Linked DNA regions of Mus musculus: region 1 is linked to region 2. Evidence: chromatin contacts called from public promoter capture Hi-C data. All regions are on one chromosome and are shown on one strand. The core of a region is the stretch at or near the end of the contact, and the rest is flanking DNA. Distances in the headings are between cores, read along the strand shown. Region 1 has its middle 50 kb from the start of Gm52145. Region 2 holds the start of Jph4 (junctophilin 4).

Region 1 (5,017 bases), core at 109-2,608, 270 kb after region 2:
AACTTGGGTCATGAGGACTGATGAACCTGAGGTACCCAGTGGCATTTCTGTCATCTGCCTCTCAGCCTCTCCGCACAGGCTGGGGCAGAGGCCAGCCTGACCTGCCCCACCTCACCTGTGAGGGAGCCCTACACCGACTTTCTCTGATTTGATGTCCCACTGATTTCAGTGACCTGAGATGCTTCCAGAACTGTATTCTCCAGGAGTTCGGCGTTTGTTTTGGGCAGGAACCGTGTGGTTGTACTCCCAAGAGCTCTTACTTACTGCATTGCAGACCGACCCCATCATTAAATGTTTCCCGTTGTCTGCTGAGTGTGGTGGTAGACGGGAGTTCAAGGTCAACCTCAGCTACATAGTGAGTTCTGCTTTAGATCCTATCTCAACTCCTTGCTCCCAAATACACACATTCCCTCTTCTTCTCTCTCTCCCATCTACCCTCCCATAATTATTTATATTTCATATTAATTACATAATATACATTTTCTTTCTCCCCATGATACACACACACACACACATATCAGCTTTCCTATGTCAGCTAGTCGAGAATCTCAGGCTCCCCCCTCCTAACGCTGTCTTAGCCTTCTAGTCTGCCAACCTGATCCAGTCTCATTCTCCTTTAAAAATCTCCGGGTCTCTTCCCTTGCATAACAGTTCCTCCTCTGAAGACCAGCATCAGCAGTCTTCCCAGTCAGCACAATCTATAGAGCCAGCTTCCCTCTATAACTCAGAGTGGCCAGCAGAGGTTGTTTCTGGGCCAAGCGCTTTGCAGACATTGCTTTAAGATGCTTGTTCCGGGGCTGGTCACGTAACTTGGTGGCAGAGTGCATTCTCAGCTTGCAGAAAATCTCCAGGGAGAACAGAAATCCTCTGACTGCACTACTTCCCCCGCTCCTCCCACACTGGTGTGAGTCTCCAGAGCACAGGCTGAGCGCCTGGTGCAGGAGGGTGAGCACCCAGGCTGGGGCTGTGTTTCTTCTCTAGACTAAAGTGGTCACCTGTGAAATACGACCAGCGCTTCTGACTGATTATGACTATGAAGTTCCCTTCCAGTTCTAACACAGGCAAGGTGTGGGATTAGATTAAACCATGTTTTCAGAAATGCCACTTTTGTAGGTTAAAAATGACCAGAGAGTAATTCATAGGGCACAAGTCAATGCCGTGATGGTATTAGGGGTTTGGGTTTTTTTTTTTTTTTTTTTTAGCAGCATGATCCTTTCCATCATTGTATGAATCCAAAACAAACAGACAAAAGCAGACGATGCCCAGGCTGAAATGTGGGTTTTTTCCGTTTCCTGGTACCTGACCTGGGCACCTCTGCAGAACCTAGCTTCATGGAACCAGCAGTAAACGGCTAATGAGAGGAGAGCACGGCCTCTGAGTCAGAGGCCTGCCTTTAGATCCAAGCTCAGCACTGCTGGGCCTCTGCCACTTACATTCCTCAGCTCGCCCTTTTCTTGTCTAGCAAGAGCTCAGCTGATTAGCAGCCTTGTGACATGTGATGAAACATGTCAGCTACCAGAAGTTAAAAAAAATCGATATATATTTAGTATAATAAATAATAAATATCATTTGAAAATAAAGTAACCTGCAATCTAGTTTATCACATAGGTAGTGCAAATATAACTTAATAACCAAACTCAGTTTATCATTTATAAAAAATATTAAATTTATTACTATTATTCTGGGATCTAAGCAAGCAAAATTGCCTCAATCTTTTAAAGAAGGCAGGTTTTTATGAAATCCATTTAAATTGTTTCCATTCATTCTTATCTACTTGCTAAAATCCTAATTATCCTTCTTCATGACCTGATTTAAATGGAGCTTCCTGTATGCTGGAGAAAAGGTCCTCATAGCCTGAAATTCTATACTTGACAAACACATCTTCCGAAAACTAGGGTAGAGTTCCAGCACTCTGGGGCTGAGCAGGAGTCAGTCACTAACTGGCGTTCTAAAGTATATGTCTCACAGTGCCGAGGAAGCAGGCAGCCAGTCCGTGAAACATGAGGCAAAAAAGGATGGAAAGATAAGGAAATTGTAACATGAATGAAGCAAACTGTCTATTACCCAAAACAAAGATGTTTAGAAGTTTCAAAGAAATAAAAACGTACCACAATAATTTTCACATCAGAAAGATAGAAACGGCGTTATGCTGTTAAGAGATTCTTAAGCTGTTTAGACAGGGCAAGAATATTAGATCTCAATTAAACAGCTCCATTTTACTTTCTGGGCTAACAGCTCCAAAAGTGTTCAGAGAGGAGAAAATAAGTTTTTAAACTAATAGACAGAGAGGTAGAAACAAACAAACCAATCCAAAACGCAATAATAATGAGCAGGTAAAAAGTAACTTGGGGTGGGATGAATTTTATGTAGTCTAACTCTTACTACATCAGTAGACACCGTGAAGATATAAAGCCGCCAAGCCGGGACTAGGAAGAAAAAGAGCTCAGGGTTAATAACACATTTCCCTCACAAGGCTTGAGGACCTGAGCTTGCTCCACAGAACCCACACCAGAGAGCCAGACATGTCACCACTGAAGGCCCTGGCTGCCCAGCCTGACCTGGGAAGAAGAACCCAGATCAGTGAGAGATCCCTTCTCAAAGACAGTGCGCAACACCTGAGGGACTGTAACCAAGCTTGTCCCCTGATCTATACACATCGCATGAACACCTGAACACACACATTCAAGTGCACATGCACATATGCACACGAATACACACACACACACACACACATAAAAGGAAGAAAGAAAAACCACTGGTCTAGAACCTTTAGTCAAATTGGGGTTTTAGTACATTGTAGTTAAAGAGAATTACATCACTATCCCGCTTCTCTTTCGTCTGTCCAGCCTCTTCCAGAAACCCTCCCTCAACCCCTCCCATGGCCCCCCACTTTCAAATTGATAGTCTTCTTTAATTATTATTATTGTTAAATACAAATACACTTAACTAATTATTTAAGATATATATCTTAAACATACATAGTGTGTATAATTTTAGGTAAATATAAAGTAATATGACTCCTTTAGGCTTTATGGCAGAAGACCTATGTGTCCATCCCTCTTTCTCCTTTTGTATTGACCTCCCTTCCTCCGAGTTCCCCCACTCCTCCCCGTTGGAGTTCCCTCTCCATTCATTTCCCTCTCCTCTCACTTATATCCTTCTCAAGCCCCCCCCCCCCGACACACACACACACACACACACACACACACACACGTTTGGTTCCTTTATATTTTGCTGGTGTCTGTGTTTACTTCACAGCATATCTAAGGATTTGGAGCTAGTAATACCTCAAGAGCGTTCATCATCCTTAACAACTATGGAAATGTAAACTAGAACAACTTCAAGATTTTATTTCATCCCAGCCAGAGTGGCTGAGACCAAGAAAACAACTAACAGCAAATGCTGGTGAGGTTGTGGGAAAGACAGAACCTTCATCAGCCATTGGTGGGAATGCAAACTCGAGAATCCTCAAAGAGCTAAAACTAAATCTACCATCTGACCTCGCTGTGCCACTCCTTGGCACATCCCCATACTTGCCGTCCTATTCCACAGACACCTGCTCAGCTTGGGTCATTGCCCCTATTCACAATAGCCAGGAGACAGAAACAACCTGAATGTCCTTCAACAGATGAATGGATAATAGCGGTTCATACCCACAACGAAACACTACTCAGCTACAAAGAAAACAGAAATTATGAGATCTACAGGTAAATGGATGGAACTGGGAAAGACTGTATTGAATGAAGTAACCCAGACCCAGAAAGACAAAGACCACCTGTTGTTTCTCATCCCCTGTCCCTACCTCCTAATTACTTTTTTTTTTTTTTTTTTTTTTTTTTGGTTTTTTGAGACAGGGTTTCTCTGTATAGCCCTGGCTGTAGACCAGGCTGGCCTCGAACTCAGAAATCCACCTGCCTCTGCCTCCCAAGTGCTAGGATTAAAGGTGTGCGCCACCATGCCTGGCCCTAATTACCTTTTAATCTGATGTGATAACAAAAGTGTAGCTGCTTGTTTTACGAATGCTGTGTGTCTCTCCAATCCCCACCAAAAAAAAAAAAAAAAAACTGCTTACATGAGCTCATCTTCAAGTCTCTTCTGGGAACCTGCCTCCAATTGGTTCTGATTGGTAAATAAAGATGCCAACAGCCAATAGCTGGGGAAGGACAGACAGAGGCGGGATTTTAGGATTCCTGGCCTTAGGACCAGGAGGAGGGAAAGAAGGAATGGAAGAAGGAGGGGAAGGAGGAGGAAATCTGCCATGCTGGGATAATGTGGAGAAGAGGAGAGACACCATGCCTAAGAAGAGTGGAGAACAGAAAGACATAGCCACCATGTGACAGAACAGGGAGAGCATGGCCCAGGGGGCTGCCCAACTGAGTCCAGAATGGCCAAGGTAGAACACAGAATTTAGTAAATAGTAACTTGGGATTATCGGCGGGAGGTAGTGGAGGTTAGGCAGCGGCCCAGCTATTGCACTGCTTAAAACATATTAAAGTATAAAGGTTGTGTGTGTGTCTTTCATTCGGGAAAATAAACCATTGGGGTGGGTAGCAAACCCAGCAACAGGACTTATTAATTAATTATTAATTCAGCACAAGAACATGCTTTGCAAGGGTTTTATTGCTGTGAACTGGCCTTTAGGCTAAGAAGGAACCATTCCAGGGTAGTCAGAGCCCTGGGCATAGCTAGGGATAGAATTATCCGAAGTAGGACAAGCAAAGTATAACACAGAATACAAGGACAGCTCAGCCATTGGACTTAAAGTTCCCGTTTTAAAATCTCTTTTCTCAGACTCAAGCATCATCTTTCCTTGTCTGACAGCAGTGCTAACGTAGTGCTGTGTCATTTATGTTAAATAAAGCCGGAATGTGCAGGGAGGAGAAAAATCACAGAAGCAGAAGAAAATAGCAAAGTGGGCGTCACTGGAGCAGAGGCCAGGACATGACCCAGAGGAACAATGCTTGCTTACCCGTGTAAGGCCCTGTGTTTGATCCCTAGCACTCTGAAGGAAGCAAGA
Region 2 (5,523 bases), core at 1,974-4,473:
GTACACCTCAGTGGCTGAGCCCTCGATGAGGGCAGGTGGAGCTGGGATTGGGGGCCCGCTGGCCTCGGAGCCCGGGGGTCCTGTACTGCCCACTTCGCTGCTCACCTCGCTGCGTAGAGATCCCCTCTTGCTGCCCAGGGAGCTGCGGCGCCCACCAGCCCGGAGCCCGCTGAGCAGCAGTGAACGGCGGAAGAATCCACCTGCTGCTGGGGTGCGCTTACGGGAAGACGCCCCGTCGGCGTCCCCTGGCCCCGCCAGCACGAAGCCGCCTCGGGAGCCGGAGGCTGGGCTGCCTCCTTCATCTCCTGGTAGGGGTAGGGGTGGAGGCGGCGTCGGGGGGTCGCTGTGGCCGGAGTCCAGGGAGGTGCGGCGGGGTGAGCGCAGAAGCGCCGCCTGGTGGTAGGGTACACTTTGGCGCACCCCGTAGCCGTGGCGTTTCCCGGCTTGCCACTGGCCTTGGTAAGTGCCTGTGGGTGTATAGGAGTGAAAGAGTCAGAACATTTCAGTGGGCTCCCAAACCCACTAATTCGTAGCCCCAAAGCCCTTGGAAGCTCAAGTGACAGGTGGAAGCAGGGAGTGCGGAGGTCTGGGAAAGAACAGGCCAGGCTTCGTTGGAAGGTGTGGAAGAGCAGATGAAAACAACTAGAGTAGCATAAACACGTGGATTTTGGCAATGTCAGTGGACTGGGGAAAGGCAGAGAAACGGGCAGGCTGGAGTATATGAAGGACAGGTGGCTCAGAGACCGTGATGCTCAAGCTGACAGGTGGCAGTGTGTAAAAAAGGCACGTGACAGGCAAGCAGGACAGCAGGCTACAAGCTGACTTGAAGATTACAGGTTAAGTGGCGAGGGGTCAGGCAGGTGGAAAGGGCAGGCAGGTTGGAATGAGAGAGAAGCAGGAAGAAAAACTGTCAAATGAGTTTGTTATGAGTATGGTGGTGGTGGTTGTGGTGGTGGGAGAGGCAGGAAGATGGAGGTTGGGGTCCTGAGCTGGGGGATGGTGTGAGGGACGGACGGCAATACTGGAAACAGAAGGCTGGCGCACCGCACGCATATGGCTGGGGAAGGAGGATGGAGGATGGGAATAGCAGGGCGTGGAAGGCGGAAGGCTGGGGAAGCACACGCGCCCCAGGCCGACGGGAGGCGCACGCGGACGGGCAGACAGTAGTGGGCCGGGCCCCGCACCTCCATCCGAGTAGGTCTCGGTGCCGTAGCCGTCCTGGAAGCCGTCCTTCCAGAGCCCGGCGTAGCGCAGGCCGGACACGCTCTCCCATACGCCGCTGCGCCCCTTCAGCCCGCCCAGCCACTCGCCGCGGTAGGTCCAGCGGCTCTTGCGCTCCACGCCCAGCCCTTCGCGCTTGCCCTGCTGCCAGTGGCCCTGGTAACTGTGTCCGCCGGGCCCCGTGAAGACACCCAGCGACTCGAAGCCGTGAGCCCAGCAGCCGCTGTACTCTCCCTGGGCGCCGGGCCCGGTGCACACGCCGTAGCCATGTGCCCGCCCCGCCTCCCAGCCCCCCACGTAGCAGCCCCCGTCGTCAAAGTCGAACTTGCCCCCGGGGGACATGCATGTAGTTGGCGCGGCCTCAGCCCCCCGGCAGCTCAGCGCATCATGGGGCTGGAGAGCCGGCTGGGGGCCTGGGGGCCGGGCGAGGCTTGGGGGCGGGGGCAGTTAGACCGGGGCTGGGCGGAGGGGCCCCAGCGCGGGCAGGCAGGGCCGGACCCTCATCCTGAGTGGCTGCGGAGAAAGAGGGGTGCAAGTGGAGAGCGAGGCAAGTGGAAAGCGAGGTCCCCTTCTTTGCCAGCCGCTCCCCTGCCGGTAGCTTTAGGGCATCAGCACCGCCCTCCAGCCCTCCTCCCATCCCCCCTAGGCAGCATCTTTTAGCAGCTCCCAAGCGGTGAGGGCAAGGGGGCTTTCCCATCCCTCCCAACTTGTAGAGGGCGCCTCCCGGGACTTGGGGTCCCAGCGCTGATCCCGAGTCCTACTTTTCCAACCCAGAACCCCAGAGTGTGGAGCGTGGATGGCAGTTGGAGGTGGGGGACCTGGGAGGGGCCAGGGCAGGGTCTTCCGACACCTGCTTTCCTGGCGATTTGGACCCCTCTGCCTGGATTCTTTGGCTCCGCTAGCAAACCCGGGTGCGGGGGAGGCAAGGGGGTAAAAATGTAGCTAGCTAGAAAGCCGGCCCCAGGTGGGCCGATGGTAGAATGGGGATGTTGGGGGTGGGGTGGGGGATGAGGGTAGGGATGGGCAGACTGGCGAAAGGGAGGGGACAGGTTACTCACCATGTGTGCTGGGGCTCAGGCTGCCTCCCAGGCGCAGTTTCCATGGCAGGGTCCCTCCACTCACACCTCACCAGGACAAGCCAAGCCCCCTTCCCTTCCGGAGAGACTGCTACAACCCAGAGAAGGAAGGTGGGGGAGCTATGGGAGAGTCCCTTTTCCTCGGCTGAAGGTGCAGGCTAGTGTGGGGGGTGAGGTAGTGGCAGGGTGGAGGGGATGAGAATAAGTGTAGGGGGAAAAAAATCTGTCTTGAACGGAGACAGCGAAGAGGAGCTGGGGGCTGGATGGGAAAGGGGAGGGGGCTATCAAGAAGGGGTGTTTTTATTTTTTTCTTCTTATGGTTGGGAGAGGAAAAAAAAAATCAAAATTCCAATTCCATCCCAGCACAAATCAATGTTTGCTCCAAACCCAGCATCAAGGGGGAGGCTGGGCCAGGCAGATTTAAAGGGGCAGAGAGAAGCGGAGAGGAGAGGGTGGGGAGAGAGTCAGTGGCAGTGGGGGTGGTGCGAGGATGCTCAGGCAGAAAAAAAGGGGGTTCGCTACCCCTGAGGTGAGGGAGAAGGCAGGCGGAGAGGAGAATGGAAGGCTCAGAGACCCCCACGGTGGAAAGAAACCGTGGCATGCAGGCAGGGAGTGGAGTGAGGTGGAGGGAGGGGAGGGGAGAGGAGCTAGGGGGAGGAGTCTTAAGATGGGGAGGCAGGGGGAGGCCAGAGCCAGGCGGGGGAGGAGAGATGCTGGGGAGACCGGGAGTGCGAGAGGAATACAAAGAATGAGGTGCAGGGGTGAGAGCTATGGCAGGGGGAGATATAGCCGGCATGGGAGATGGCGAGGGAGACCCATTCCAGGACTCTTGAGAGATAGCTAGGGAGAGAAGTCAAGGGTGGAGGGAAGGAGGGGAGCAGAATCACATAGGGAGAAGAAGAGAGCGAAATAAGGCTCGCGACGAGCGGGAGAAAGCTCTGCAGAGAAAGGGCAGGCATGAGAATAGAAATCCCGGCAGGAAGAGCCCACATGGAGACAGGAGGTCCGGAAGTGGTGTTTATGAGGACCCTGGGGAGAGGGATGAACCTGCCAGCTGCTTGGCCGGAAGCCAGGAGGCATTTGAACGTGGATACCTCTGCCCATTCAGCTCAAACTCCTCCACCAGACAGCGCCCACCCTGTCACAGTTTTAGAGGTAGCTTGAGATGGGGCCCTGTCTGGAGGCCCCACTAAGCTAATGCACACAATATTCCGCGGACACCAACAGTTTGTCTAGGATGGGCCCTCTGAAGGGAGTGTTGGTATGTTCATTAAGGGGGCTCAAATTTGAGGAGGCCACCAAGATCTTAGGGCTCTGGAGTCTTCTCTTTCACAACACAGCAAATTACACAAGTTTGCTTGAGCAGGCTTTTGCTGTGGCCCCTTAAGCCCATCATCGACCTCTTCGAGTCCACTCTCCAGATTGACAGCACAAGTAGACCACACAGGTATTCACGTACTGCATTCCCTCCCTTCTCAGCTTCCTCTGGCCTGCCCCTGCGTGTTTACAGGGAAGGAGGCACCAGTGTGCTCAATTGCCTTTCTTTCCCCATAGGACCTAGTCCCCGCTGCCCACCCCTCATCCCCACACCTGATTTAAAGAGATCCAGAGCCCCGAGGGGGAAGTCATTCACCAAGGGGCACACTGGCAAAGTTGGCAAAGCTAGAAGTAGAACACTAAACGCAGACTTTTATTTTTGTTGGTGTTGGGAACGGAATTCTGGTTCTTGGGATAAAGCGCGTGCTCTATCACTGGGCTCTAGCTGGCAGCTTGGTGTCTTTCGAGCCCTTCAGTTCTTCCAGATGTCTGTGCTTGGGAGCATCCCCTAAAGTCAGGGTTACATTGGGTACTTTGGTAAAATAAAGAGTATGAAGATCGAAATAAACAGGGATTTCTCTTGTACACACACACACAGGCACATGTGTGTGCATACTACACACTATGTATATATTAGTGGGGTGGTGGTGTGTGCATGTGTCAGAGAGAGAGAGAGAGAGAGAGAGAGAGAGAGAGAGAGAGAGAGATATCAGAGGAAGTCCTTGTCTTCTGTCTTGTTGAGATAGCTCTTGTCTCCTCTGTGTAATGTACTCCAGGCTAGTTGGCCTGATCCTCTTGTGGACTCCCATCTTTCCTTAGGAGTGCTAGGCTTAGATGTGGGCCACTGCATCTGGCTTCTCACCTAGGATCCATGGATTGAGCTCAGGCTGTAGGCTTGTGTGTCTGCTGAGCTATATCCCTAAATCACATTGTGTTTTTCTAGAAGTTTCTCCAGGGCAGAGACTACTCTTTTTTTTTTTTTTTTTTTTAAAACAGGGTCTCATTATGTTCCCCAGGCTCCTCCTTCATCCTCCCCGAGTGCTGGGATTACAGGCACAGCCACCTTAACATCATACTCAGCAGGGAACCACATATTTAAAGCACTTTTGAGAACAAAGCAGGGTAGCCATCAGGTACTGGGGATGTGTAGCTTAGTAGGAGAGCATGTGCCTAGGATGTGCAAGGCCCCCAGTTCAATCTCCAGTACCAAAACCAACCATCACCAACAAAAATCCCAGAGTCCATTTGGGGTCCACTTAATACAGGATAGTTGGTTCATATATTCATTCATTCATTTCTCATTAGACATCTACATCTTTACTGGTGAAGTCCTGAGAAAGTCTTGTAATATATGGGACACACAGCCCTGGCTGTGCTCCTCCCCCATTTCTCTGAGGGAGCTAGCCTTTTGGCCTGTCCCTAATGGTTGCTACAGTCATCTCTTTCAGAATAGGGACACTTGTTATTTTTATTGTTTTCTTTCTTTCTCTCTCTCTTTCTTTCTTTCTTTCTTTCTTTCTTTCTTTCTTTCTTTCCTTCTTTCTTTCTTTTTTTCTCTTTTTCTTTTTGAGACTGAACTGGTTTGTTTTGTCACAATTTACAAATGTAAAAGTGTCATGGAGAGAGGAACTGGTGTTAGCTGGAGCTAGGTTCTGTGCTTGGCACTCTGTCTGCATTAGCTCATCGGTCCCCACACCAACTGTAACTGAGCAGTCTAGGCCGGGAGCCAACACTGGCCTTCCTAAACTGACAAAGCAGAGCACATTACCTGATGTGTCTGAGCTGTAGCTGGCCTGTCTCTACAATGGGGATATTACAGCGCAGCAAGGGCTGAAGTGACTATATGAACAGTACAAACGATAATATACAGAGAAAAAACCATTTAGTATGGTGCTCTCCCAGTGCATTG

The links. Promoter capture Hi-C pulls out the DNA fragments that hold promoters and counts their contacts.
Region 1: a promoter capture Hi-C map of hippocampal neurons shows a contact between it and region 2, with 3 times the contacts expected there. The contact joins the enhancer-like site here to the promoter of Jph4 in region 2. A contact is called at or near these places in 10 of 39 promoter capture datasets (the 3T3-L1 cell line, 3T3-L1-derived adipocytes, the C10 cell line and 6 more), 3 of 484 Hi-C or Micro-C datasets (hematopoietic stem and progenitor cells, liver and myeloid progenitors), 1 of 115 datasets of contacts at active chromatin or transcription factors (embryonic stem cells) and 1 of 9 other capture datasets (embryonic stem cells).

What each region holds. Positions count from the first base shown.
Region 1 is chr14:55,386,178-55,391,194 of GRCm38.p6, forward strand. No RefSeq gene overlaps it. Among named protein-coding and RNA genes, the nearest start is that of Gm52145, 50 kb to the right of the region's middle. Within about 2 kb of position 1,359, at least 33 of the 459 cell types and tissues checked have an H3K27ac peak or open chromatin away from gene starts, as enhancers often do. A contact at or near this core is called in hippocampal neurons, where this site is marked.
Region 2 is chr14:55,113,712-55,119,234 of GRCm38.p6, forward strand. Jph4 (junctophilin 4) reads right to left here and starts at 3,224. Exons shown (of 6, transcript NM_177049.5): 1 at 2,280-3,224; 2 at 1,185-1,734; 3 at 1-467. The coding sequence starts at 1,563.